Linked DNA regions of Mus musculus: all the other regions are linked to region 1. Evidence: chromatin contacts called from public HiCAR-type, HiChIP or PLAC-seq and promoter capture Hi-C data. All regions are on one chromosome and are shown on one strand. Each heading gives the region's core, a stretch centred on a gene start, on an enhancer-like site or on the middle of the called end of the contact. The rest is flanking DNA. Distances are from core to core; before and after follow the strand shown. Region 1 holds the start of Cdkl2 (cyclin-dependent kinase-like 2 (CDC2-related kinase)). Region 2 holds the start of Rassf6 (Ras association (RalGDS/AF-6) domain family member 6). Region 3 overlaps Ankrd17 (ankyrin repeat domain 17). Region 4 has its middle 11 kb from the start of Epgn. Region 5 holds the start of Cxcl1 (chemokine (C-X-C motif) ligand 1).

Evidence for each region. Promoter capture Hi-C pulls out the DNA fragments that hold promoters and counts their contacts. HiCAR-type assays count read pairs that join an accessible place to other places. HiChIP or PLAC-seq counts read pairs in DNA pulled down with a chosen protein or histone mark.
Region 2: a contact with region 1 is called in a promoter capture Hi-C map of liver, with 3 times the contacts expected there. The contact joins the promoter of Rassf6 here to the promoter of Cdkl2 in region 1. A contact is called at or near these places in 5 of 39 promoter capture datasets (the 3T3-L1 cell line, hippocampal neurons, liver and 1 more) and 1 of 9 other capture datasets (liver).
Region 3: a contact with region 1 is called in an H3K27ac HiChIP or PLAC-seq map of embryonic stem cells, with 3 times the contacts expected there. The contact joins the enhancer-like site here to the promoter of Cdkl2 in region 1. A contact is called at or near these places in 3 of 39 promoter capture datasets (embryonic stem cells, frontonasal cranial neural crest and hippocampal neurons) and 3 of 115 datasets of contacts at active chromatin or transcription factors (astrocytes, embryonic forebrain and embryonic stem cells).
Region 4: a contact with region 1 is called in a FOXA1 HiChIP or PLAC-seq map of pancreatic cancer cells. The contact joins the enhancer-like site here to the promoter of Cdkl2 in region 1. A contact is called at or near these places in 3 of 39 promoter capture datasets (the 3T3-L1 cell line, embryonic stem cells and liver), 2 of 115 datasets of contacts at active chromatin or transcription factors (embryonic stem cells and pancreatic cancer cells) and 1 of 9 other capture datasets (macrophages).
Region 5: a HiCAR-type map of astrocytes shows a contact between it and region 1, with 4 times the contacts expected there. The contact joins the promoter of Cxcl1 here to the promoter of Cdkl2 in region 1. A contact is called at or near these places in 4 of 39 promoter capture datasets (cranial neural crest, hippocampal neurons and liver) and 1 of 115 datasets of contacts at active chromatin or transcription factors (astrocytes).

The regions. Positions count from the first base shown.
Region 1 is chr5:92,040,472-92,045,016 of GRCm38.p6, reverse strand. Cdkl2 (cyclin-dependent kinase-like 2 (CDC2-related kinase)) reads left to right here and starts at 1,975. Exons shown (of 14, transcript NM_016912.2): 1 at 1,975-2,218.
Region 2 is chr5:90,637,069-90,642,109 of GRCm38.p6, reverse strand. Rassf6 (Ras association (RalGDS/AF-6) domain family member 6) reads left to right here and starts at 1,583. Exons shown (of 11, transcript NM_028478.3): 1 at 1,583-1,723.
Region 3 is chr5:90,244,319-90,249,067 of GRCm38.p6, reverse strand. It overlaps Ankrd17 (ankyrin repeat domain 17), which reads left to right. Exons shown (of 34, transcript NM_030886.2): 29 at 4,574-4,749. Among named protein-coding and RNA genes, the nearest start is that of Cox18, 23 kb to the right of the region's middle. Within about 2 kb of position 2,332, at least 23 of the 459 cell types and tissues checked have an H3K27ac peak or open chromatin away from gene starts, as enhancers often do. A contact at or near this core is called in embryonic stem cells, where this site is marked.
Region 4 is chr5:91,035,717-91,040,842 of GRCm38.p6, reverse strand. No RefSeq gene overlaps it. Among named protein-coding and RNA genes, the nearest start is that of Epgn, 11 kb to the right of the region's middle. Within about 2 kb of position 2,027, at least 64 of the 459 cell types and tissues checked have an H3K27ac peak or open chromatin away from gene starts, as enhancers often do. A contact at or near this core is called in liver and pancreatic cancer cells, where this site is marked.
Region 5 is chr5:90,888,551-90,893,662 of GRCm38.p6, reverse strand. It overlaps Cxcl1 (chemokine (C-X-C motif) ligand 1), which reads right to left and starts at 2,418. Exons shown (of 4, transcript NM_008176.3): 1 at 2,283-2,418; 2 at 2,070-2,193; 3 at 1,874-1,954; 4 at 542-1,155. The coding sequence starts at 2,352. The coding sequence ends at 1,140.

The DNA of each region.
Region 1 (4,545 bases), core at 726-3,225:
GATTCAGTTGGCACACTAAACGTTTTATTCTGTTCCTATTGAATTGAAACTTGTCATAACTACCTACCTTTAGGAGTTTAAACTTACTATTTTCTTGAGCCTCAATCTGACCAGTATGTTTGTTGTTTTGTTTGGGGCAGGGTCTCAATATATAGCTCTGGCTGGCTTGGAACCTGCAGTATAGTCTAGGCTGGCCTTGAACTCAAGACATATGCTTGCTGGGGACTAAAGTTTTCACTACGTGCCAGGCTGACCAGTATGGTTTAATAGAAAAATGAAATTTACTAAAGATTTAGGCTAGGTAATGTGCATGTTTTCTCTCCTTGAATTCTTCTGGACTAATAAACCCTTACACTTAGTATTTCAGGAATTACTGATGCTGCCTCCTTCCCTACCATTTTTCTCTGCCAGTTATTTTATGGTTCAAGAAGAAAACAGCAATCCTAGTTGTTCTACATAACATCTATCTCCTTCCTCTTCAGTAATCGGATGACAGACAGAATAATCTTCCTCCCCCTTCCCTTCTTCATGGTGCCTCACAGAGGCTAGGTCTTGAGCTTGGTCAGTAGCTGAGAGAGACCTGACTTTGCGGCACTCCTGCTCCCTACCTCCGAGGGCTGAGATTAGAGGGCTGTGCCACAACCATCATGCCTTAGTGTATAAATTGTTGGATGTGGGGCCCAGGGCTTTGTGCAGTCCAAGCAAGCATGCCATCACTGAACTACCCTATTTCCCAAAGGAACTTGTACTTCTTGACTACCCTCTAGTTCCTTTACAGTTATTTCCAACTTTTAAATATTTTCTCAAGCAACACCTGTTCACCATTTTTATAGCCTTTGTCCTTTCAGTTCCCATGTATACCACTAATTTTGCTACTCAACTGTTTATTTTTTGTAAAACTGGAAAAAAGTAAAATATGAGGTTCCCACCCTAATAAACCTGTTTGTACATAAAAGTTCACATGAATGTCTAGAGAGATGGCTCAGTGGCCAAGCACACCTGTCACTCTTCCTGAGGACCCACGGCAATCAGAAACCAACTGTAACTCCAGTTCCAGGGGGTCTTGACGCCCTCTTTTACCTCTGTGGGCACCAAGCACGCTCACAGTGCACAGACATACAAGCAGGCAGAACACTCATAAATATTTTTCTATTTAAACCTCATGGGGTTTGTTACAATCTAGAGTAAAGCGATGGGAATTATCTTCAAGTTGGTCACAGCTCATTGCTACATTATAACTCACATCTTGGGTTATCCAAAAACAACCCCCCCCCAAAAAAACAAAACAAAACAAAACAAAACAAAAAAACCAAAAACCCATACCCTGTTTCCAGAGGTGGTTCTCAAAATTGTAGGTTCGGGAACTCGATTTTAAGCAGTTTGGTGAATGATGGTAACTGAGCACCGGGAGATTAATGCAGTACCGAACTAAGAAAAATTATAAAACAATTGCTCTTACACCTTACTATGCAAGAATAACCCCTGGGTGCTGGCTAGGCATATACGTGTCTGTTATCAAGGATACTTTCCTGGATCGAGCTATTAAAAAAAAAAACATATTTAGTTGAGTACAAATTGTGTGGCTATAGGTGAATACAAGTAAAACTATTTGGCCTTACAATCTCAGTCCCTTAATAAGGAGGGATAAAGCATTTCCCGGCTTCTCGTACGACGTCAGCATATGCTTGGTAATGGTCTTCCGATCTTGCCCTGTCGTGGCTAATCTAGTCTTCAAGCTGAAGGCAAGCTTTAAGCTCCAGCTTGCGCCGCTTGCAGTCAGCACCTACCTTTCTTGCTTTCTGGTCCTCTCTGGGCTCCACCCCAAATCTTTCCCTACCAGGCTGGCGTCCCAGGGTCCTTTTTCCTGTCAGGTCTGTCAACAGATCTCATCCCACCAATTTCGGCTAAATAAACTACTAGGCTCTTCCGGTCCACCGCCCGGAACCGAAAGGAAGCGAGGAATCGCGGCTGGGCGGAACCTCCCCGGGTGGGGCCCGCGCCCCGCAGCGCCCCGCCGCGCCGCGGGCGGGCAAGCTGGGAAATCTCATGGTCTCCTCAGTCCCAGCGAACCGTCACCTTGGCTCTCCTCGTGGCCACTGGGGCAACCTGCGGTCCCCTGAGAGCAGAGGTCTCCTGGCGCCGGCAGAAAGGTCCCTACAAACTTAAGACCGTAGGTGTGGGGACGAGGCCGTCAGCTGAGCGAACCTGCGAGCTCCAGGTGAAGGGGCGGGGCGGGGTGGCACAGAGCCAATCACAACGCCTGACGACAGGCCTCAGCCAATCAGGATCAGGGAGGCTCCGCCGTAGGCGGGGCGGGACCAGGCGGGTGAGAGCCGCCCCTTGCAGCTAGGGTGGCCAACGCCTTCGCCTAGGGCTACTTGGCGAGGTGCTGCTTCCCTGAGCTGAGCGACCCGAGGGCTTTCGGCCGGCGGTGCTCTGTTTTCCTCAGTTCGTTTCTCTGCAGCTGTTGTCCTTGACAGGTGCTTGTGTCTTTGCCTGTCGCAGACGCATTCTGACTCGGGCCCTTTCTCTCTCTCTGGAGACTGCCTATGGCTGGGGACCGAGTGAGGTCGTTGCCTTGACGACGGCAGCATGCGGCCCGTAGTCCTCGGAAGTGTGAGCTTGCGGAGGGCAGAAGCCAATCTGCCTCCCTGCCTGCTTCACCTAGGACCGGTAATTGCGTCCGCAGAGGAAATCCCAATACTGGGATTGCTAGTGTGCTAGCTAGTCAGCATCTTTTTAGATCTGCTAGCGAGATGCATATCACCTTAAATTTGTTTCCAAGTTGAAAACCTTTGGCTCTTTCCATGTGAAGGGTTTGGAAGAAATAGTAAGTATAATACTTTGTAAAAACCCAGTTATTTCGTTCTTTTATGTATAAGAAATTTCAGTTTGATTTTAACCAAAGAACATTGGTAGTATTTGAACAGTATGCTTGTATGGCACATATCCTAAATTATTATAGTGCCATCGCACCAGACTTCTTTTTTGTATGCCACGTGCTACCCATAGATTTAAGAGTGAGAAGGCAAGAAACTGATGGGTTATAAGTTACTGAGGAAACAAGGCATATTTTAGGCCATGATATTCTTAAGGTATTTTAGACAGTCCCACTTGAACAAGTAGGTGTGCTCTATGTAGTGTGTCTACATGGTTGGGAAAATAAATTTGGATTAGTTCACTTGTATAATACTAGGTTATAATATGTTTCAGAACCTTTTAGACATGATTAAGGTCATTTTTATTTGGTTCATTTTGCATCTTTAAATATCTAGGATGCCAATTACAATATGTTTAAAAACGATCTAGGCTATAGATTCCAGCTATTTGTATTATTTTCACTAGCCTAAAGCTTACTCCTTTACAATATATACTTAAGGGAAGGTTAAAAACTATGCCAGTTAGAATCACACTGAAGGTTTTTCCAAATGTAAATTTTTTATTATAAAAGTAATTAAAGGTAAAAAGAAGTTAAAATGTGAACTATATGGGAAGTCAGTGCCTATGACACTGTAAATAGTTTTAAGTAGAATCTAATACCCAAAGTGGTAATAAGATAGTGAAGAGTTTTGAATTTGATTTTAATTAGGATTCTTTTCATTCTCTCCATCTTCTCTTTTCTGTGTTGATCTCCATTTACACTGTGCAAATAATGGCTGCTGGATGGTGTACTTCAGTGGTAGAAAGAACACCTGCTTAGCTTATTGGAGGCCCTGGGTTAACACAGACACAGACACACACACACACACACACACACACACACACACACACTTAGGTGTCAAGTGTTGAAAATGTAATATATACTTTGGATTCTCACACACACACACACACACTTAGGTGACAAGTGTTGAAAATGTAATATATACTTTGGATTATCATAATTTTTTAGAATAAAAAGTCAATGTTTTTTGTTTGTTTGGTTGGTTGGTTTTCCCCCTTTTCTATGAATATACTAGAAGCCACTAAAACATCACCACTTTTTCTTGTCTGGGTAAGTTAGCTCTATATATCATATGCGATTAATATTAAGTGGAAAGAAGTGTTTTCCTTCCAAGAGGTTGTGATAAGGTTTTTTTGTTTTGTTTTTGTTTTTGTTTTTTTGGTATGGTCAGGCTCTTAAAAATTCAACTGTGAGTCGTCATTTGAGTATAATCACCTAATATTTATATTTTAAAATATAAATATACCTAAAGTTTAAGTCTTCCCCAGCCCATGTTGAAACCAAATCAGGATCTAGAGCAATATTTTTTTATTCATGGCTGCTGGAATTTAAATTCAAAAGTCAGATTTAAAAAAATTAATTTATGCTGGGCATGATGGACAAATGTGTGTGTGTATAGTGTATGTGTGTGTATGGGTGTGTGTGTGTATGGTTGTGTGTGTGTATGGGTGTGTGTGTGTGTGTGTGTCTAGGATTCAAACCCAGGGACTTCATACCCGTGCTAAGCATATACTCTACCACTAGTCACATTCCCAGCCCCAAATAATGATTTTTTTCTTTATTAAAATATATAATATAAAAAACTGGTTGCTGGATTTTTGTCA
Region 2 (5,041 bases), core at 334-2,833, 1.4 Mb after region 1:
ATGCTCATAAGATAAAAGTAAAATAAATTTTAATATAATTTAAAGTATATACCCTTTTTCATCCTGTTACTTCACTTTGAAGGTTGTAAGGTCGTAACCACAGTTCAGAGCAATTACATGTAAAAATTCGCTGTAGTGTTGTTTAGAAATAAAACTCCCTCTCAATAAGGAACTGCTTAAATAAATAATGCTCTATGCATATGGCATATTACAGTGCCGCTAGTTAAAATACATTGTAAGAAAAAAATTAACCCACCCTGACATATGGTAAATTGTTCACAATATCTTTTATGAGATAAAGATAAGTTATAGAAGAGCAAACTATGCAGCCACCTTCAGATATGTTCCCAGAGTAAATATGTCAGCCATGACAGTCAGCCCGCTGCTTACAATAATTTTATTCCAGAGATAGATTTGTAAATATTTTTGTTTCATTTCTGTGTTTTTGAAATTTTTCACATTGTGCATGCTATATGGCTTTACAGTCTACAGAAAAACTATACATCTACACGAGGATAAAGTATTTAAAGGGAAGGCTGCAGATAAAGGCAGAAACCCAGTGTTGCCCAGACACTGAAAACAAACAGGAGATCCGTTTGAGCACGGGCGACTGGGTGCAGCCAGGATCTGAGCAAGACATTGTAGAAGCAGAGCTGTAAACACTGCAGGTCCTGTTCTTTATCATCCAAAGGTCAGTCCACGCCAGCAACCACACACCAGTATACTGTGAGCCAACGTGGCCAAGCTAGTACAAGTGATGGCCGATACCTCTTTTGACCAATGCCTGTTAAATCTCAAAGCCCCTCACCTTTTTCAATGGCCACAGGCTAACTCGACTGTCTGACCCTTTCTGCGTGAGTTTAGAATCCTATGGAAGGCACCGTATAGACACATCAAACAAGCACTGGGGCTCTAGCGTCATTGTCAGACCTTCAGTTCAGTCAGCATTCCACCTCAGAGAACACAAGTCAAGCCTGCCTCACCTTCTCTTAAAATAATAATACGGCTACCCAAGACCCAATTTAAGTCAGGTGGTCAGGCCAGGCACATGAGCCCTGATGTTGCAAGCTGCCTGGAAGGTTCTGGCACACCCTAAGGGTGTGAGGAAAAAAAAAAAAAGTCTTGGGTGCAAAGGTGCTGGCAGAAAGCCAAGACTAAGGAAAAGAAAATTAAGAAATCACAAGCTGAAAGACAACTTAACTTTTCAAAGACAAAACGCAGAGTCCTAGCTGGAGCCGTTTATCTGCAGCACAGTTGGCTAGCAAAGATCCTGCAGCCTGTCACTGACAAAGGTCCCCACCATCAGTCCACTACTGCAGAGAGCAGGGTACCTGCTGGCCGCAAGGACAGAGTAAACACTCCCAACATGCACTGAGGCACTGGGCGTGGCTCAGGTTGCTCACACCCCCTGCGATGGGCAACCTTGTAATAATTAACTGCCGCTGGGGCTGCGAAACTCTGCCTGGAGCAGCACTGTGGGGCCAGCCATGTGTCCTCCACCCTGACTGCCTGCCTCGGCTCGGAGCAGGTGAGTGATCAGGTGAGTGACAAGGACGCCTTGTCACCCGCAGGCAGCTCCGCCTTCCCACTACTGTAAGGGACAGCTCGCCACCTCAGGCTCCGCGCTGCTTGGTCACAAGAGTCTCCTTTGCCCGGCACAAAAGCAGGTGAACTTGGAGGTTGAAGCGAAGAGCCCCGCTCAGTCCACACACAGGCACACCAGGTAGGGGTGCGGGGAGCATTTGAGAGCGGTCTAGAGAAACTGAAATCCATAGTCAGGAAGCGTAAACCCGTGCGTGCATCAGCGCAACCTGAGCCCTAGTGTGAGTTGGCCTTAAATCAGAATTTTTTTTTCAGAATACTCTCCTGGAGAAGGTAAGCGCGTGAGGGGGTTAGGACACAGTAGTGGGGAGGGGCGTTTGGAGCAGCAAGACCACCCTGCCTTCCCCTTTCCCAAAGAGCCAGCTCGTTGACTTTTACCTTAGCTGCTTCTTGTGTTTCAAGTTTGTCATACATGACTACATCGTAAAGGAAAGACCCTTTAACTTGAGGGGTCAGTTAAATGTTCCTTTCTTCAAGGTAAATCAGCTTCACTGAGAAGGGATTGAGATATAATGAAGACCTCACCAAACAATGTTAGGATGACCGTAATCACAAGGGCATCTGTGAGTTAGCATCCAGATTCTGAAGCTGGAGAGTCATAGGATCAAGCCTTGTGTCTGCTACTTACTAGTTTGTCACTTTGAACGTTACTTCCCATATCTAAGCCTCATAAGTCTGGCATCTATAAAACAAACATGATACCATGTGTCTCAGGGCACTTTAGTGGGGATTAAACAGGTGGCAGTTCTTCCACAAACGGCATCGCATCGTATGTCACCGCCCACAAATCTACAGATCTGTAAAATGGGTGTGACGGGGAGGACAAACTGACCTGAGCTGGACAGACAACACCAGACCCTGAGGATGCTGGAAGAGGAACAGTGCTTGTGAGACTGACCTGGTGACCATGGGCGAGCAGCAGCAGCTCTGTAGTGGTAAAACTGCCTGGCTTCTCCTCACTTCCAAGTGTTTAGCCTACCTGAAGGCCAGTTTAAACTTAAATGTTATCCACTTTTATTTTGTGAAAGTGGTGTTTATTTCTGAGGAAATAAAAAGCATCTGTAGTGAGAAAATTACTATCTATTTTATGCTGTAAAGCCCTGGCCTTTATGCTTCACATGAAAGACTGCATTTGAATGACTTTCATCAAATTAGACTATCTGGGCTAAGCCCTTCTGTTGTAACACATATTGAATGGTTTACAGTCAAATGATGGTGACTTTCTTTATATGCTAACAGTCTGGTGCTCATGCTTTGTCGGGCTCTAACTCTTCAGCTTAAATGACAAGGAAGTGGCTTTTTATTATACGGTGTTGTGTAAAGGACACTTTTGTGACTCTTGCTATGAGTTTTATGAATGTTGCTAAATGGTTTACAATGCAAATCATCATTGTCTTAAATGTTCATTTTTCCACTATAGAATTTGAATTTCCTAATCCACATCTAATGAGATACTGACTGAAGAATTTTGGGTAGATTTCTAATGCCAAGTCAACTGACATTTGTTGTGCTATTGGCTTATAGGATCTAGCAATAACAGTGCAGTTTGGCTTATAAAATAATCTCATTTATTTAGACTACCTCAGAGTAATAACTAAACATTTTTCATCTATTATACTGAATATAAACTGTTGAATACAATTTAAAGTATTTGATTTTATATTCCCTAGTGATATATCAATATAAAAAACAGTGCCCCAAGTAAGATAAATCTGTTTGACTATATTTAATATTTTAATATTGAGATGAATCTCCTTAACCTCATAAAAAACTATCTTCCTAGTTAGCTTATATGCTATACGTATATGTTTATCTGTTGTTCCTAAAATATATAACCCTATATTGCAAATTATAGAATGTTCTAATCAACAACACAGAAAAATAACGAGGGTTGTATGAAATAATAAACTTTTCTAATTATATTTAAAATAGTGCAGATAACATAGCATTAAATGTTGTACACTTAATGTTGACTCCTATTTTAGTTTCCTGAAATGAGTAGCTTATAATTATAATTAAACTAGATGTTTTATGCTAAATCTCCAGTTACTTGTATAAATTCAGGGATTCTGGGGCTTCAGAAACACGGATTTAGGCTTCATGTAAAAAATTTAATTTTTTAAAAAATATTCAAGTCATCCATTCATCTGTTGAAGGACATCCATCAGCCGGTTGGCTTCCTTTCCCTGGCTAGAGTGAACACAGCTGAGCAAGTGTCTCTGGGATGGATGTGGAGTCCTTGGGCATAGGACAGGGACTAGTGGGGCTGGGTCAGGTAGTAATCTAACTTTCAGCTTCTTGAGAATTCTCCATGCCGGATTCCACAGTGGCGACATCGGTTTGCATCCTATCCAACAGTGAATGTGGGGGATCCCTGTCTCCCACATCTTTACCAGCATCTGTTGTCGGTTGTTTTCTTGATCTTGGCCATTTTGACTGGAATACAACACCACCTCTAAATAACTTTAATTTGCATCTCTCTAATTGCTACGAATGTTGAACCCTTTTGAAGATGTATTTTAGCCATTTGCATTTCTTCTTTTGAGAGCTCTCGCTGAGGACTTGTGTGGTTAGTTTTCCTCAACTTAACACAAACCTAGACATGTCTTGGAAGAGGAATTGAGGAATATCAGTTGAGGAATTGCCTTTATCAGATGGGCCTGTAGGCAAGAGTGGGGGCATTTTTTTGATTAATGATTGATGTGGAAAGGCCCATGCTACTGTGGAGATATATATATGGATGTATATATATATACACACACATATATACATGTATAATTTATACATATATACATGTATACATATATACATATATACATATATACATATATAATGTATTATATATCTATATTATAAATTATATGTAATTATTTAATAAAGGATATATAATTATTTAATAAAGGATATATAATTATTTAATACACATATATGTATACATATATAATAATATACACTTATAATTATTTATATGCATACATACATATATACATACATACATCAGGCTGAGCAAACCATAGGGAGCAAGCAAGTAGGCACCATTTCTTCTTGGTCTCAGCTTCAATTCCTGTCTACAGGGTCCTGCCATGAGTTCCTACCCTGACTTCCGTTCATGGTGGATTAGAAACTTTAAGTGTAAATAAAGCCTTTCCTGTCCACATGGTTTTTAGTAATGGTGTTCATCATAGCAATAGAGAGAAAACTAGGACAAATCTGTGTCCTGTTTTTAGCTGGCTCGTTTGTTTTCTTGACTCCTTGGGTTTTTAAATAGTTCTCTATATTCTGGGTATTAACCCTCTAGCAAATGAGTAGCTGGCAAATGCATGTGACCCTGAATGGATTCAGAGGTCAGATTTATAGTTACGGCTCTGTCCATGTACATGGATAATGATAATTTAAGAAGGACAAATTGTGAATTTGAGAGGGGGTAGCATGAGAAGAG
Region 3 (4,749 bases), core at 1,083-3,582, 1.8 Mb after region 1:
TCTATGTCTGATGTCAAAGTGGTCTTCACATCTCCAGGCCCTTTCTCTTTTCCTGGACTGGTTCCACATCCTGTTAGCAGCATGTCTCAGGAGATATCTTATGGCTCTGACATCTCAAACATTTTGGGGTCTCCAAGTATCACAGCTTCTTGTTTCAGTGTCTGGGATCCACACATGATCTTCTGGGCTCCTCCAAAGGGCTGGCGTCACTATCTCTGTGCTCTGTAGCACTATAACCTCCAGCTGATCCACTCCCACTGTTGCTGCTGTTCTTGATGATCATCCTGTGGTACTGGCATCTCCAATAAGCTGGCTGGGGTCTTCCACTACAACTAGGTTTCACCAAAAGCCTCTCACAGGCTCTCCTTTTAGTGTCAAAGCTCAACTCTTTTGCATGACCCCTTCAGTCCTGGGCCAAACTGCATTTAGGGCTGAACCTTCACCAGTGGCCTTCCATGGACTCTCTCAGTGCCAGGCCTCAGCTGCTCATCATGATCTCTTCATGCCTTCAAAACCAGTAGCGCCTGGGTGACTCTTACACATTACCAAAAGACAGCTGCAACAGGGGAAAATACCTTGACAATCTCTGGATCACAACTTCTTTGTGCTCTCAGAAAACACTTCCCAGAAGATTTCACTTTAGTGGTGCTGGTCTCTTAATCACCTCTATTCTATTCTATTCTATTCTATTCTATTCTATTCTATTCTATTCTATTCTATTCTATTCTATTCTATTCTATTCTTGATTGATTGGTTTTTCCAGGGTTTCTCTGTGTAGCCCTGGCTGTCCTAGATCTCACTCTGTAGACCAGGCTGGCTTTGAACTCAGAAATCTGCCTGCCTCTGCCTCCCAAGTGCTGGGATTAAAGGTGTGTGCCACCCAGCTAATTTATTTTTAATTCAAGTTTTTTAAGATTTGTTATAAATACACCATTCTACCTGCATGTATGTCTGCAGTACAGAAGAGAGCACCAGATCTTATTAGAGATAGTTTTGAACCACCATGTGGTTGCTGGGAATTGAACTCAGAACCTCTGGAAGAGCAGCCACTGCTCTTAACCTCTGAGCCATCTCTCTAGCCCCCTCACCACTAATTTCTTATCTCCAGCTAACCAGCATCATTTAATCCAGTAGTCTCTTCTATTCTGGACTCTTAAAGCCAGAGCCAAATAACCAAAGTTGCTGAGTTCTGCTTTTTGCTGGGGCTGGAACATGGCCTACTCTTGTATTCTATTATATTTTCACCAGCTTTCTGTTTCCCAACTCCTTCATTGCCTAAGCTTGGCAGTCCTGGAACTTGCTCTGTAGACTGACTTTGAACTCAGAGAACTAACTTTGAACTCATAGATCTGTATGCCTCTCTCCTAAAACACTGGGATTAAAGGTGTGGTCCACCAAGCCAGGATTTAAGTTTTTGTTCACCTAGAACTTGCTCTGTTGGACCTTGAACTCACATTTTGTCTTCCTCTTCTGGGAGTAAAGGTGTGTACTTCCATGCCTGGCCCTAAACTTAGCTGGGTGGATTTTGCTCCAAGGTCACTCACTACTCCCTTAATTCATTTACTATCTGTGAACACAGGATTCAGCTCCATTTTACTTCTGAGTGCCCCTTTAATATTCCAACCATATATTTTATATTTGTCCTTTCTTCTCAGCTTGTTCCTTTTCATTAAAATGTTTTTCATAAGAGTGAACTTTAGTAACCATACAACAGAAATTACCCCAGGCTGTTTTGAGACTTCCTTTTTCAAAGGAATCTAAATCTCTTGGCCTCAGGCAGACTCCTAGGACAATGCAAAAAAAAAAAAAGTCACATTCACCAAAGAACCACAAAAACAGTCTCTAGGCCACATACTGAAATTCTCCACTAAAACCTCGTGGGTCAGATGGTCACAGTTCAAACCACTCTCAGCAACAAAGTCTTCCACATTCCTTCTAGGATGACCCATTAAGACCCACTTAAAGCATTCCAGTGCTTTCCAAATCCAAAGTCCCAAAATCTACATTCTTCCAAACAAAAACATGGTCAGGCCGATCACAGCAGTACCCCAGTCCCTGGTACCAACTTCTGTCTTAGTGTTTTACTGCTGTGAACAGACACCACGACCAAGGCAACTCTTATAAGAACAACATGTAACTGGCTTACAGGTTCAGAGGTCCATTCAGTCCATTATCATCATGGCGGGAACATGGTGGCATCCAGGCCGGCATTTGCAGGCATTGCTGGGAGTCCTGTTTCTTTATCTGAAGGCTGCTAGCAGAATACTGGCTTCTAGGCAGCTCAGTGAGGGTCATAGCCCACACCCACAGTGACACGCCTACTCCAATCAGGCCACACCTCCAAATAATGCCACTCCCTGGGCCAAGCATAAACAAACCATCACTGGCATCTCCTCAGCCTTTATGTATTTAAAAGATTATAGTTTTAGAAGAGTTGTAATACAGGTATTTAATCTCAGCAGAGGCAGGCTGACAGAACTCTAAGTTTAAGGCCAGCCTGGACTTTATAATGATTTCCAGGACAGCCAGAGCTCTGTAGGGAGACCTTATCCCCCACATACACATCCCATCCCCCAAAGTATGAGTCTTTGGGAATATTATTCTCAGGATTTTTTCTAATGAATACATTCTTATGATATGTTTTAAATAATGTTATAAAAATTTGAGATAGTTAAAAATTTGTCTAGATTCTTGAGTAATAAATTTCTTACACATTTTAAAGCAGGGAGTTATTTTCTCTCAATTACTTTATAGATTTTTGTTGTGAAATGATATCCTTAGAATTTGAACTTATTAATGTAACATAATCAGTAGTGGCAGTGTAAATATTTAACCTGAAAACTCAACAAGTGTGTCTGCTGAAATACTCCAAGAATAAAGATGACAGTTTACGACATTATAAGGATGCAAAAGCTGTACTTAAAATAGCTATAGTATAAGTACATTTTGAAAAGCGGGTTCTCAGGGTAGGGTCGGAGGAGAGATGGCCCAGCAGCTAAAAACACTGACTGCTCTTCCAGAGAACTAGGTTTCGATTCCCCTCACCCACACGGCAGCTCACAACTGTCTATAACTCCAGTTCCAGGGTATCCAGACATGCAGGCAAAACACCAATGCCCATAAAATAAAAAGTAATAAATTATTTAAGAGAGAGAGAGAGAGAGAGAGAAGGAAAGAGAGAGAGAGAAAGAAAAAGGGAGGGAGGGAGGGAAGGAAAAGTGGGTTTTCAACTGAGTGTATACTAGGACTTACAGGTTTTTTTTTCTTTAAAGTAGGGAGACATTTAATCCATTTCATTTTCACCTTTTCCTCTGCTAGATTAACTTGCAGAATCCAGAGGAAAGGCAAGTAAATACCCTTTCTGGGTCATTTGTTCTTGAGGTTTCCATATGTAAACTTAAATCGGGCGTTTTCCTGAAGAGCCAACGTTCTAGTTTGCTGTCATTGTTGTTGCTGGCATTGTTAGAATTCCTCACTTGTTTTGAGAGGTTGTCCTCCAATGCTGTTCATAGGGAAGCCATTTAGGCAGTAAACTTATCTCAGATACTAAGATCAACGACCAAATCCTCTTCCCTTGCTTAGTTGTAAAGTGTTTCATGTTTACTTGAACATTGGTGTTTTGTTTTTTGATTTTACAGTGTTAAAAATTGAATGTAAATTCTCACCAATGAGCTACAATTCCAACTTTTTTTTTTTTTTTTTTTTTTTTGTTTTTGAGACCGGGTTTCTCTGTGTAGCCCTGGCTGTCCTGGAACTCACTCTGTAGACTAGGCTGGCCTTGAACTCAGAAATCCGCCTGCCTCTGCCTCCCAAGTGCTGGGATTAAAGATGTGCGCCACCACTGCCCGGCCAATTCCAACTTTTTAATAAGATTGTTTTAAATATTCATCACCCTTTTTGAGGCAGGCTTTCTATGTAACTCTTTACTAGGCTATGTCTTAAGTGTTAAGATTAAAGTCTTGCACCAACACTCTAGGCTTACCTTCTTTTCCCCTTTTTCTTTTAAGGCCTGCTCTCAGTAAGTAACTCAGGCTGGCCTGGAACTCACAGATCATTCTTCTGCTGGTACTATTGGCATTGAGTACCAGTTCTAGTTATTGACCGTATATTTATCTTCAAAATATTATTGTAGGCCACACAAGCTTTTATGTATAATCTGTTTCCTAATGATAAATCATGTTACAATAGGAGAAATAACATTTTAGTCTAAGGAAACAATGGGAAGATTTTTTTTTCTTTAAAAATAAAATAGAGGCTGGGACAGTGGCTTAGGAGTTAAGAGCACTTACTGCTCTTATAGAAGACATGGTTTCCAACACTTACTTGGTGGCTTACAACTGTCTAAACAGTTATACATGTGGACATAATCTTTTTTTTAAGTCACTTAAGGGGTGTGTGTGTGTGTGTGTGTGTGTGTGTGTGTGTGTGTGTGTGTTTGGTTTACCTGTTTAATGTGTGTTTATACATGCATACATGTAAATGTCTACATGAGAATGATAGACTGTACTACTAGAAAGTAGTGAAATTAAGGCTAATTTGGGGGCCATTTTTTTATCTGTTGATCAACATGCAGGGGTGGCACTGAATCAACAAGACAAGCAACTCAGTTGATCAATGCTTTGATCAAGGATCCAGACAAAGAAATTGATGAACTTATTCCAAAGAATCGTTTGAAAAGCTCCACAGCAAATTCCAAAATCGGGTCCTCAGCACCTACCACCACTGCTGCTAACAGTTCCTTAATGGGGA
Region 4 (5,126 bases), core at 778-3,277, 1.0 Mb after region 1:
CATGGGTCAAAATAAACCTTTGCTCTCTTATGGTGCACTGCCGAGTATTTTGTTCTCCGTACAGCTTGCTCATCCTCAGGCAGGCTACTACAGTTACGTAGCTGGTGTTTCACAAACCTAAGATTTCATTCTGCTAGTTTGGGAATAAAGTCTGAGACAGAGATAAAGTGGCCTCTGATAAAGAATGCTACTAAAAATTCCAGGGCTGATTTTTCACTGCTCTAGTTAGTTAAAATCCCGGCCTCTCCTTTAAAGGCCATACCTAGTATTGAAGGTGATGGAATATTCTGTTTGACACCTAAACTTAGGTATGCAGAAAAACACAACCTAAACCTTTACACACGGCAGAGGGAAATGGAAAAATCTAAGCGATCTTCAGAAAGGGTGCCACTGGGATGCAAAAAAACAAACAAACAAGCAACTATCATTTCTGGCAAAGTTCTATATATTGCCTTAGCCCTGCAAAGGCAAAACACTGGAGAATGGATGCTTGCCGAGCTCTAAGAAGCATCTGATAGCTAGCATGCTTACTTACCTACCACTCAGGAAATTGGGACTGGTACTGCCCTGCAGAAGGGGCTGTCTGTCCAGCACACAGTTCCTGATTCTGGTGCTTGTGGTAGCTATGGTATTTGCATAATTTCAGGCTCAAGGCAGGACAACTGATGGCACCACCTCTCCTGTCTCCTATAGACTTCCTTTAGTCTGATGGCACCATCTTTCTATTGAGTGTTTAGGGAACTCTTAACCAACTTCTTGCCACTAAAACAAGCACAGGTTAGGCTAATTTCCTCACATTTGAGCTGTGAGTCAAACCCAGGCTCAAAAGTGTTCCAAATACAAACTCCATTACTAAACCCCACCTTCTAGACCAGTTTGGGCCAATTTACTGCCAAATTTGTTGCACTGAATAAAAATCATTTCTCCATCACTTGATTAAACATTAACAGTTTTCTCAGAGCATAAGAAAAGGGGTAGGTGAGTCGTGAAGAGAGTAGGGACAACTGCACCTCCGTATTAGCTCAAGAAGTCAGCAATGAAGGGCGGAAAATATGTTACGTTTGTTAGTTTACTTAAGAAAATTCTGCTTGCAAGGTCTTCTAGTCATTTATAGCTTGATAAAGGAATGAACAAGCAATATGAGAACAGGAATTTGAATCCACAGTAATAAGAGGCCTTGGAATTGTGTCCTTGTGACTTTTACCAAAATTTGGGTAGATAAGAAAGTTAATGACAATTCCATGGGAGAGAGCCAACCCCTGTCACTATTAATGATACTCTGCTGTGCTTGCAGATAAGAGCCTAGCATAGCTGTCATCTGAGAGACTTCATCCAGCAGCAGATAAAAACAGATGCAGAAACCCACAGCCAAACATCAGATGGAACCTGGGGAGTATTGAGGAAGACTGGGAGATAGGAATAAGTGAGCCCAGGGGTTCAAGGACACCACAAGAAGACCTACCGAGTTAACCAACTTGATCCCATGGGAGCTCATAGAGACTGAACCACCAATCAAAAAGTATGCAGGGGCTGGACCTAGGTCCCTTACACATCTCTAGCAGATATGCTGCTTGGTCTACATGTGGGTCTCCTAACAATTGGAGCTGGGCTGTCTCTGACTCTGTTGCCTGCCATTGGATCTCCTTCCCCTAGCTGGACTGTCTTGCTATGAACAGATGTCCCAAGGTGAAGTGGTATGCAAGGGGAAGGGGGTAACAGGAGGAGGGATTTATGAGGGTGAGACTGGGCAGGGAGGAGGGGCGCTGTGTATAAAGTAAGTTAATGAAAAACAATTGACTAATATTATTAAGGGTAACAGTCGAAAGGAGGAGTTAATAAAGATATTTATATCAGTTGTGGGGCATGGGGGATGGGAGAAGCTGGTGTCAGGCTTTGAACTGGGAGGTGACTTTAGCAGGCTAACTCGCTGAGAAGACACACCCAGCATGTATTGTAGCAGGAAGCAGCTAGGGATGTGGGCAGGGCAGTGTCTGAGTCATCAGCTGGCACCTTGCCAGCTCCCAGGTGAGTGTGGCTTCTCCTAGCAGGTACATTCCTGGGCAACTCTTTGATCTGAGGTTTTTCTCTGCCCTGTGAGGTTTGCAGTGCAACAGGGCCCTCTACAGGCCTCCTGGTAATTAAATTAAGATGAGGAAAGACCATAACACTAATCCAAACAACCAAGTTGGCAGATTTAAAGGCTCCTAGGAACCTTGAATTGGCAGCTTAAGCCCTGGGGGCCGGTAGCTTTGGAGGATGCAAGCATTCCTAACCACAGCTATGCAAGACAGTTTTCTGCCTTCTCTTCACTAGAAAATACCTTGGCTTCTAAATGTGGGCTTGATGTAAAACAAACACATGGAAGCCAAAGGAGATAATGTCTGTGGGTGGGATCCTCCTGATAACTCTCAGAGTGTTTTTTTATTTTTCTTATAGCCATTTAATAGAATTTCATATCCAAAGGACTCCATGGAGTTAAGCAGCCCCAGGACTGCGTGAGAAGCCTTGTACCTAGAGTGACACAGATATTGTTTTTATATCTCAAATTGTTGCCTTAATCAAGTCCATCAAAATTTAATATTTTTCTCTAAGGAACAATTTGGATAAGGGTAGGACTGAAGGTAATGGAGAGGAAGACGGGGTCTACTGAATTCTACTGACAGCTTGGATGCTTTACTTCTTGTCTCTGATCACCAACCTCAGTCAAGGGCACCCATGGAAGTTAACAGTGCCAGGTGACACTTGTCCACAGATCAACGAGGAATATTCTCAAGTGATCCTTTTATCCCTTGAGTCTTGAGGATAAGCCAGGCTTTGTTTCCAGTCTCCAGTCTGTGGACTCTCCTGTTGGCAGGCTCTTCTCTCCTGTTCTGGCCCCACCCTGACACTGGTATGCACATCTTAATCTGAAGATGACAGTAGGGAATTTCTGTGGTTGGTCCATGACAAAGGCTATTATGTCTATTATAAAGAAAAGAACTGGTTTTCATTTGTAGATCACTTGGCCACCTCTCTAGGTTCACCAAGAATATGAATTTTCCATACCCTGTCGGGAGAGATCCCCTAGGCTATGGCAAAGAGAAAGAGCTGAATGTTGTGTGTCCTTGAACAAGTCTGCACAATTAAATGTGTGTCTGTTGGGTTAATTAAAAGCCTTGGAAATGATTATAAATGGCAGTGCTAGGACACTAGTATGCTCCCTTGATTTGTTAAAGAACTTTATATTGATTCAATACCTTTGTGCAAATTTAAAAGTATAGAGATGCCATTCTTTCCAAAAAAAAGATCTACAGCATGATTTGTTGTTTTTAATTTTTAAAATTTTGTTGACGTTGTTGTTGTTGATGTTGTTGTTGTTGATGTTGATGTTGTTTTTGTTTTTTGTCTTTAAGACAGTCTAGATAAGTAACCCAAACTGGCCTTGAAGATTTGAGATTGTCCCTCTGCCTTCTAAATGCTGAGATTACAGACCCACCACTAATCCTGGCATCTCATTAGCCACTCCCTGAGGACAAGCCACATGGTTAGCTGTAGCTACTTGCCTTTGATCTTAACTGCATTTCAATCTACATACATCTATGCTCCTGTATCTGAGGCACAAAAACGAGAATGAAGGGCCACAAGGTGTTGAGATAAGACTGGACTGAGCGAGGCTGTCCAACTCCTTATCATGTAATCGAATTCCTACCCCCGATGAGCTGTTTCTTCGGAAGCAGCAGGTATTCCCTCATTTAGGTTATGGAGCGAAGTGAAATAAAACAACAGAACACATTTTTTTAAAACACGGGTCTTCTCAAGACTGGAACATGGGTCGCTAGTTGCTCAGAGTCTCCCAAGGTCACCGATTGATTTGAATAATTAACAGAACTATCATCCAGAACTTGAAAAGTATGCTCTTCAATGTGCTACTGGATAGATCTGTGCCAAAGGTTTGGACAGAAATGTGGACTCACCCAGCTTAGCAATGCCAGACTCTGACAAATTCAATTTCAACACTTCCACTGCATCTTGGCAGAAGTTCCTATCTGATGTCATCAGTCAATGATGTAAGGTAGAAAGAGTGGTATTTTGCAATAGGGCTTCTGGTAACCCTTCCCATATGTGTGGGTTGCAAGCTATCAATATTTATATCACACGCAAGATAGCATGTAACATTTTGTAACGTCAAGAAGTTAGTTGGTTTATTCACAAGTCTTTGGCACACGAGCACTGTCCTTGTGTTCAACATCAACAATTTAAATTGTTGATGTTTGTCTTATTTTCATAAGACATTGTTTTTCAATTAAATATAATGAAGGAAAATCTTACTGACATCACCAAAGTGAATATGTCAAAACTGAAGGATTAGATCTGTATGGTGGCAGGAAATTCTAAAAGACGGGTCAGTTTATAATTTCATCCTATGAAAACATGATTATAGGAAAAGTTAACTCGGGATACAGTGACAAGCTGTTGTAAATCATTTTTTTTTGTAAAGTTAATAGCTTTGTATGGGTACTATTACAGGATTTGCGCCACCCCTACCATAGTCTAAAGTACATAATGAAGTACTTATGAATGTGGCTGACCAAAGGATGTACTCTCACAGAACTGACATAGAGGCAGACATGGCAGGAGGCAAAGGCAGAATGGAAGGAAATTCAATTTCTTGGACTGACTGGTTTTGTCACAAACACCATAAACACATCACTGATGATCCACCTACATAGCTGAAAACATAGTTCTGAGGCAAAGGTTTTATTGAGTTGTTCGTCTCAGAATCTTATTGTATACGTATTTCAGCTTTTTGTATGTGCACAGATGTTGCCAGATGTCCCTTCGGCTCCATGGGTATGTCAGAGAATCTTTTCTGAAAAGGCAACCCCTGTTGTTAGATCATAAGAAGCTCATAATCAGATAACTTTCATAAATTCTAGTCTAGGTTTTTGTGTTGTTTAGCTCGGTGTGTTTTATAGTGTTAATAAATAGCTCTCTGTGAGTGAAGAAGATTGAATTGCGTGTTACTGGTTTTCGGAGGGAAGGGGTTGTTTTGTTTTGGTTAACATTTTGATTTGATTATCTGGAAGTCAACTTCTGATGTTCTAATTTGAGGTTATTATGTCTGAAACATGTAAGCACTTACAGAC
Region 5 (5,112 bases), core at 1,169-3,668, 1.2 Mb after region 1:
AAGATAATTACACAGTTTGGAAGACCCACATACCAAAGGGCTTGTTACCGTGTTTATAAGACTTCAAGAGTTTGTCAAGAATTTCAGAGCCAGGTGTATCCACTCTGCATAACTGTAATCCTGGCGTGCAGGGAGCCTGCAGAGGAAGGACTGAGAGTTCAAAGCCAGTCTAGACAGCTTTGCACGACCCCTCTATCCCGTTCAAGTCCTAACCAGGCCCGATCCTGCTTAGCTTCTGAGATAAGAGGAGATCGAGCTCGTTCAGGGTGGTCTGGCCGTAGACAATCCCTCTCTCAAAATTAAACAATAATAACAGCAAAGGTATTTTTTTAAAAAAAGGAACTTTTTTTTGAGTAAAAAAATTGGTCAGTGTAGAGCTAGAAATTATCAAGAAAGTTGGGGAATCATAGAATGTGTTTTTCAGGGGTAGCAATTGCTCCTCCTCAAGTATGCAAGTCATAAGAAATTCCAGCCATCATAGGTACAAGATTAACTACAAACCACCATGTCAAGAAGAATAAGACAAAAAGCACCCATGTTATTTTTTTTAATAAAACTTTTATTTTTACTTCATTTGTAACAGTCCTTTGAACGTCTCTGTCCCGAGCGAGACGAGACCAGGAGAAACAGGGTTAAAGAATGTAAAAGGGCATTATGCCCTACCAACTAGACACAAAATGTCCAAGGGAAGCGTCAACACGTGCGTGTTGACCATACAATATGAAAGACGACTTTCAATAAATAACTGACATTCTTTTCAAGACATACAAACACAGCCTCCCACACATGTCCTCACCCTAATACATACAAAACATAATACTAAACTCTATCTCTCTGCACTTCTTTTCGCACAACACCCTTCTACTAGCACAGTGGTTGACACTTAGTGGTCTCCCAATAAATATTAGTTTAATGAAATATTTTAAGCCTACCCATCTTTAAACTGAACAAGCAGAACTGAACTACCATCGATGAAATGTATCCACACTGTTAAATATTAATGTAAAATAAAAACCACACACTTTGTGGAATAAATAAATACATAAATAAATAGGACCCTCAAAAGAAATTGTATAGTGTTGTCAGAAGCCAGCGTTCACCAGACAGGTGCCATCAGAGCAGTCTGTCTTCTTTCTCCGTTACTTGGGGACACCTCTGCAATCAGAAAAGAGTCATTGTTACAAATAGTCATCAAAGCCTTTCTTCTTTTATTCCAGCCCCTGAGGCTCCAGATGGGCTTTCTACATGTCTACACTTGCACCCAGAGTTCTGTACTGTCGGTTCCTGTGGAGTCAATCACTTGACTTGGAAAACAAAAACAAACAAAAACAAAAACAAACAAACAAAAACCTACTTCAGCATGGGTTAATTTACAAGTGTGACTTTAATCCTCTCTCACTCACAACTCTGTGATATAGCTGCTATTATCTCCCCTACTTGGCTTAAATTCAATAAATTATGTAACATTCACAGAGACCTTAGCCTTGAACTCAGGGAAATCTCACTGGCAAAAGAAGGCTCGGGCATGCTTTGCCAGCCCCTAAGGAGACTTTTAAAGGCTATTGGCGACTTCTCCATCTTTTAGGAACTGTTGCCACTGACCATTTGCATAGGGGTTTTGAGTGTGGTAATAATTATACACAATAGTAATTGTGTAATATACAATAGTAATTGTGTCCAAGAGGACACAATTCTCTAGCATCAGAACCAATTAATGATCTCAAATTAAGGTCAATTACCAAAATAATAACCACAACTTTCCGACCTCCTGATAAACACAGACTTTCCTTGATAGAATTAACGTTCAGGGGTCATATGCCAGTACTCCCACCCTTGACTCTAGTCTCGGGTACAAACACAAGTCACAACTCACTTTAGCATCTTTTGGACAATTTTCTGAACCAAGGGAGCTTCAGGGTCAAGGCAAGCCTCGCGACCATTCTTGAGTGTGGCTCTGCAGAGAGAAGGATAGACCCACATGTTAGGCATTCCCACTAGGAGAAGTGTGGGGGCGCGGGAGGGTTTGGGCGAGTCTGGAAGTGGCAGAAGCTAACCGGGAAGATACTCACATGACTTCGGTTTGGGTGCAGTGGGGCCCTGAGGGCAACACCTTCAAGCTCTGGATGTTCTTGAGGTGAATCCCAGCCATGGTCTGCAGGCACTGACAGCGCAGCTCATTGGCGATAGGCGCCCCTATGGGAGAAGACTCTTGGTCAGCGGGACTGTGGGAGGCTGCGCTCACCAGAGGTCCCTCCTCCCCCAGTGGCAGTGGCGAGACCTACCTGTGGCCAGGCGGCTGGTGGCCAGCAGCAGCAGCGCTGCACAGAGAAGCGAGCGGGTGGCTGGGATCATGGTGCTGTGTTGGAGTGTGGCTGGAGTCTGGAGTGCTGGAACTGGTTAGAGGCTCTGAGTCCTGTTGTGGAGCTCTAGGGCTCCCGCGAGCCCCTTTTATGCTCGAAACTCCAGAGCTCCGGGCCAGGGAAATTCCCGGAGTACAGGGTGTTTCCCTGCAACCGGAAAGGACATCGCTCCTCCCCCTTGCTCCACTCCCAAGGATTAGACTCTGGGATTTTTGCTTTTTGCCCCAAAGTCCCAAAGGGGAGGGAGTGACGTGCTTCGCTGGACAAGTGACGGCTGGGGGGTTGGGGGGGGGAGGAGTAGTGAGACTTCAGAGTCTCCAGTGCTCAGGGCGAGGTGGGTCACACGCGTTATGTGCACGTGGGCGCCACGCCACCTAGGATTCCACTTGGTGTACTACAGTGATTTGCGGGGATGGAAGCTTGTCTTGTTTTTTGAGTGTGGCAGATTAACGCATTCTTTAAAAAGACATCTACCCTCTCTTATCCCACGTGAGGTGGTTTGCTTTTGCCAACTGTTTTTGTGGTAAATCACAGTTGGTGGTTTGTATCAGGGAGGCATGTGAAGAGGGTGAGGAGAAAGATCACTGTCAAGGTTAGGTCCCTGTTTATTTTAGAATGCTGTAGCAATCTCCTCTTTGTTTTTTGAGCTTGGGAACTTCCCGAAAGTCCGAACTCCCGGTGTGGTTCCTGAAGCATCCCTACCCTGCTGTATAGCAGGTCATATTTTGTTTTGACTAAGGAAAGTCCACGGGAAAGCTGTGGGTTTTTTTCTGGGCTGAGGAGGGGGTTCCTAGATATAAAAGGCCACAGATGTCACAAGCACCAGTCTAACAGCAAAGGGCTATGGCTTTATATAACTATTAGTCTACTTGTACAACTATTTTCATGCTATCTGAATCTATCTGTATTGTAAAACTGAGTCTTTGAATATTATTATTATTATTATTATTATTATTATTATTATTATTAATTACTACTCAGGGTTACCTAGAACTAGCTATTGAACTTCCAAGCCTTCTCCTCCCACCTTCCAAGTGCTTCTTAGACTCAGGAGCCAATACACCAGACTTAGATAATTACTGACATATTTGTTGCTCTCTATTTAAACAATTTCAGAATCTGCCTGAATGCAGTCTTAGGTCTCCAGATTGTTGTCGTTATTGTTGTTTGTTTGTTTGTGTTTGTTTTTGTCATTGTTGGTATTTGAATGTAGATCCTAGCTGAACATCCATTGATTCTATGTCTCTGTGAGGGAGAACTGGAGCTATCATGTAAGAAACCCTTGGTCTGGGTGTACTCTACATGTGGAGCTACAGAGGCAGCCTGACTATTAGGATTAAAACTTCAGCTTCAACGAGTCCCCACGCAATGGTCACTGGCAATCTCTCCAACCTCAAGTATGTTTCTCATCTGTAAAAGAAAGCCAATAGTAGCATTTGCTTCACAGAGCTGATATACTAAGATGAAATGTGCTAGCATCCGGGTGCTATTTAAGCATTTTGCAAATAGCTACCAAATAAAGGAAGAGACGTGGTACTCTACAACTTTATTGGCAACAAATTGAATGATCATAAAGGTGGGGTACTCAGATTAGGATTAATGCCCCATGAGAGTTCAGAGGTCATCTGTGCTGAGTCTTACTCCCTTCTTCCCTGAGGTCTCTGCAAGGAAATGGTAGCCATCTGCACAGGAGAGTCCTTCACCAAGCACTACACCTGTTTCCAAACTTCCTAAGATTAGCTGTTTTGAAGGGTACCGTGATAAGAGAATTCCTCCTTGTTTTACTATAGCTGGATGCCGCTGATATATACAAGCTGCAAATCACAGAACAACCTACTGGAGTCATGTCTTAAAAATAGAAGCTCACTAGGGCTGGAGGAATGGCTCAGCAGCTAAGAGCATGTTCTGTTCTTGCAAAAGAGGTAAGTTCAATTATCAGGCAATTCCCAATCATCTGTAATTCCAGCTCCAGGGACAGCTAACGCCTGATGCCTCAGCCGGCCCCTGTACTAACATATGCGCATCCACACTCAAGTGGATGAGTGAATGTACACAGTCAATGTAAAACATTTCCAATCTTTATTAAGTCTCAAAAATGTCCCTCATAGAACTAATATAAAAATACAACCACTTAACATCTGTAAAGTATCCTTCAAGTAAAAGTTACTGAAAGTAATGTTAACTAAAGCAAACCAGTAAGATATGAAATTATTGAAACTAAAAAATAACATTTTATACATTCCATTCAGTAAAAGGAAAGGCATAAATACAGAACGTACAATAGTGGTTGCCCAGGAGAAAGGGATTTAGAAATTTATTATTATTGTTTGTATGTGTGTGCATGTGTGTTGGATGTATGTGGAGGGTGCATGTGGAAACAGTGGTTGACACTGGGATGTTTATCTTGATTGCTTTCCAGCTTGATTTGGAGTCAGGGCTCCCCATTAACCTCACAGCTTTGGATAGACTGGCTGGCTGCCGAACCCTGGCATCTGCCCGTCTATCCAGGCCTCCACAGTGCTGTGATCATAGAGACATGCATTCAGTCACTCCTCATCGTTATTTTGGTGCTGGACACGTGAATTTAGGTCTCAATGCTTGGACAGCAAGTATTTTACCCACTGAACCATCTTTCCAGCCATGGAAGTTATCAAACAGACGTAGGGTTTCCATTTATATGATGAAGGCATTTTGGAAATGGATGGCAGTGATGGTTGCACAAGACTATACAAATATCATCAAGATGTACATT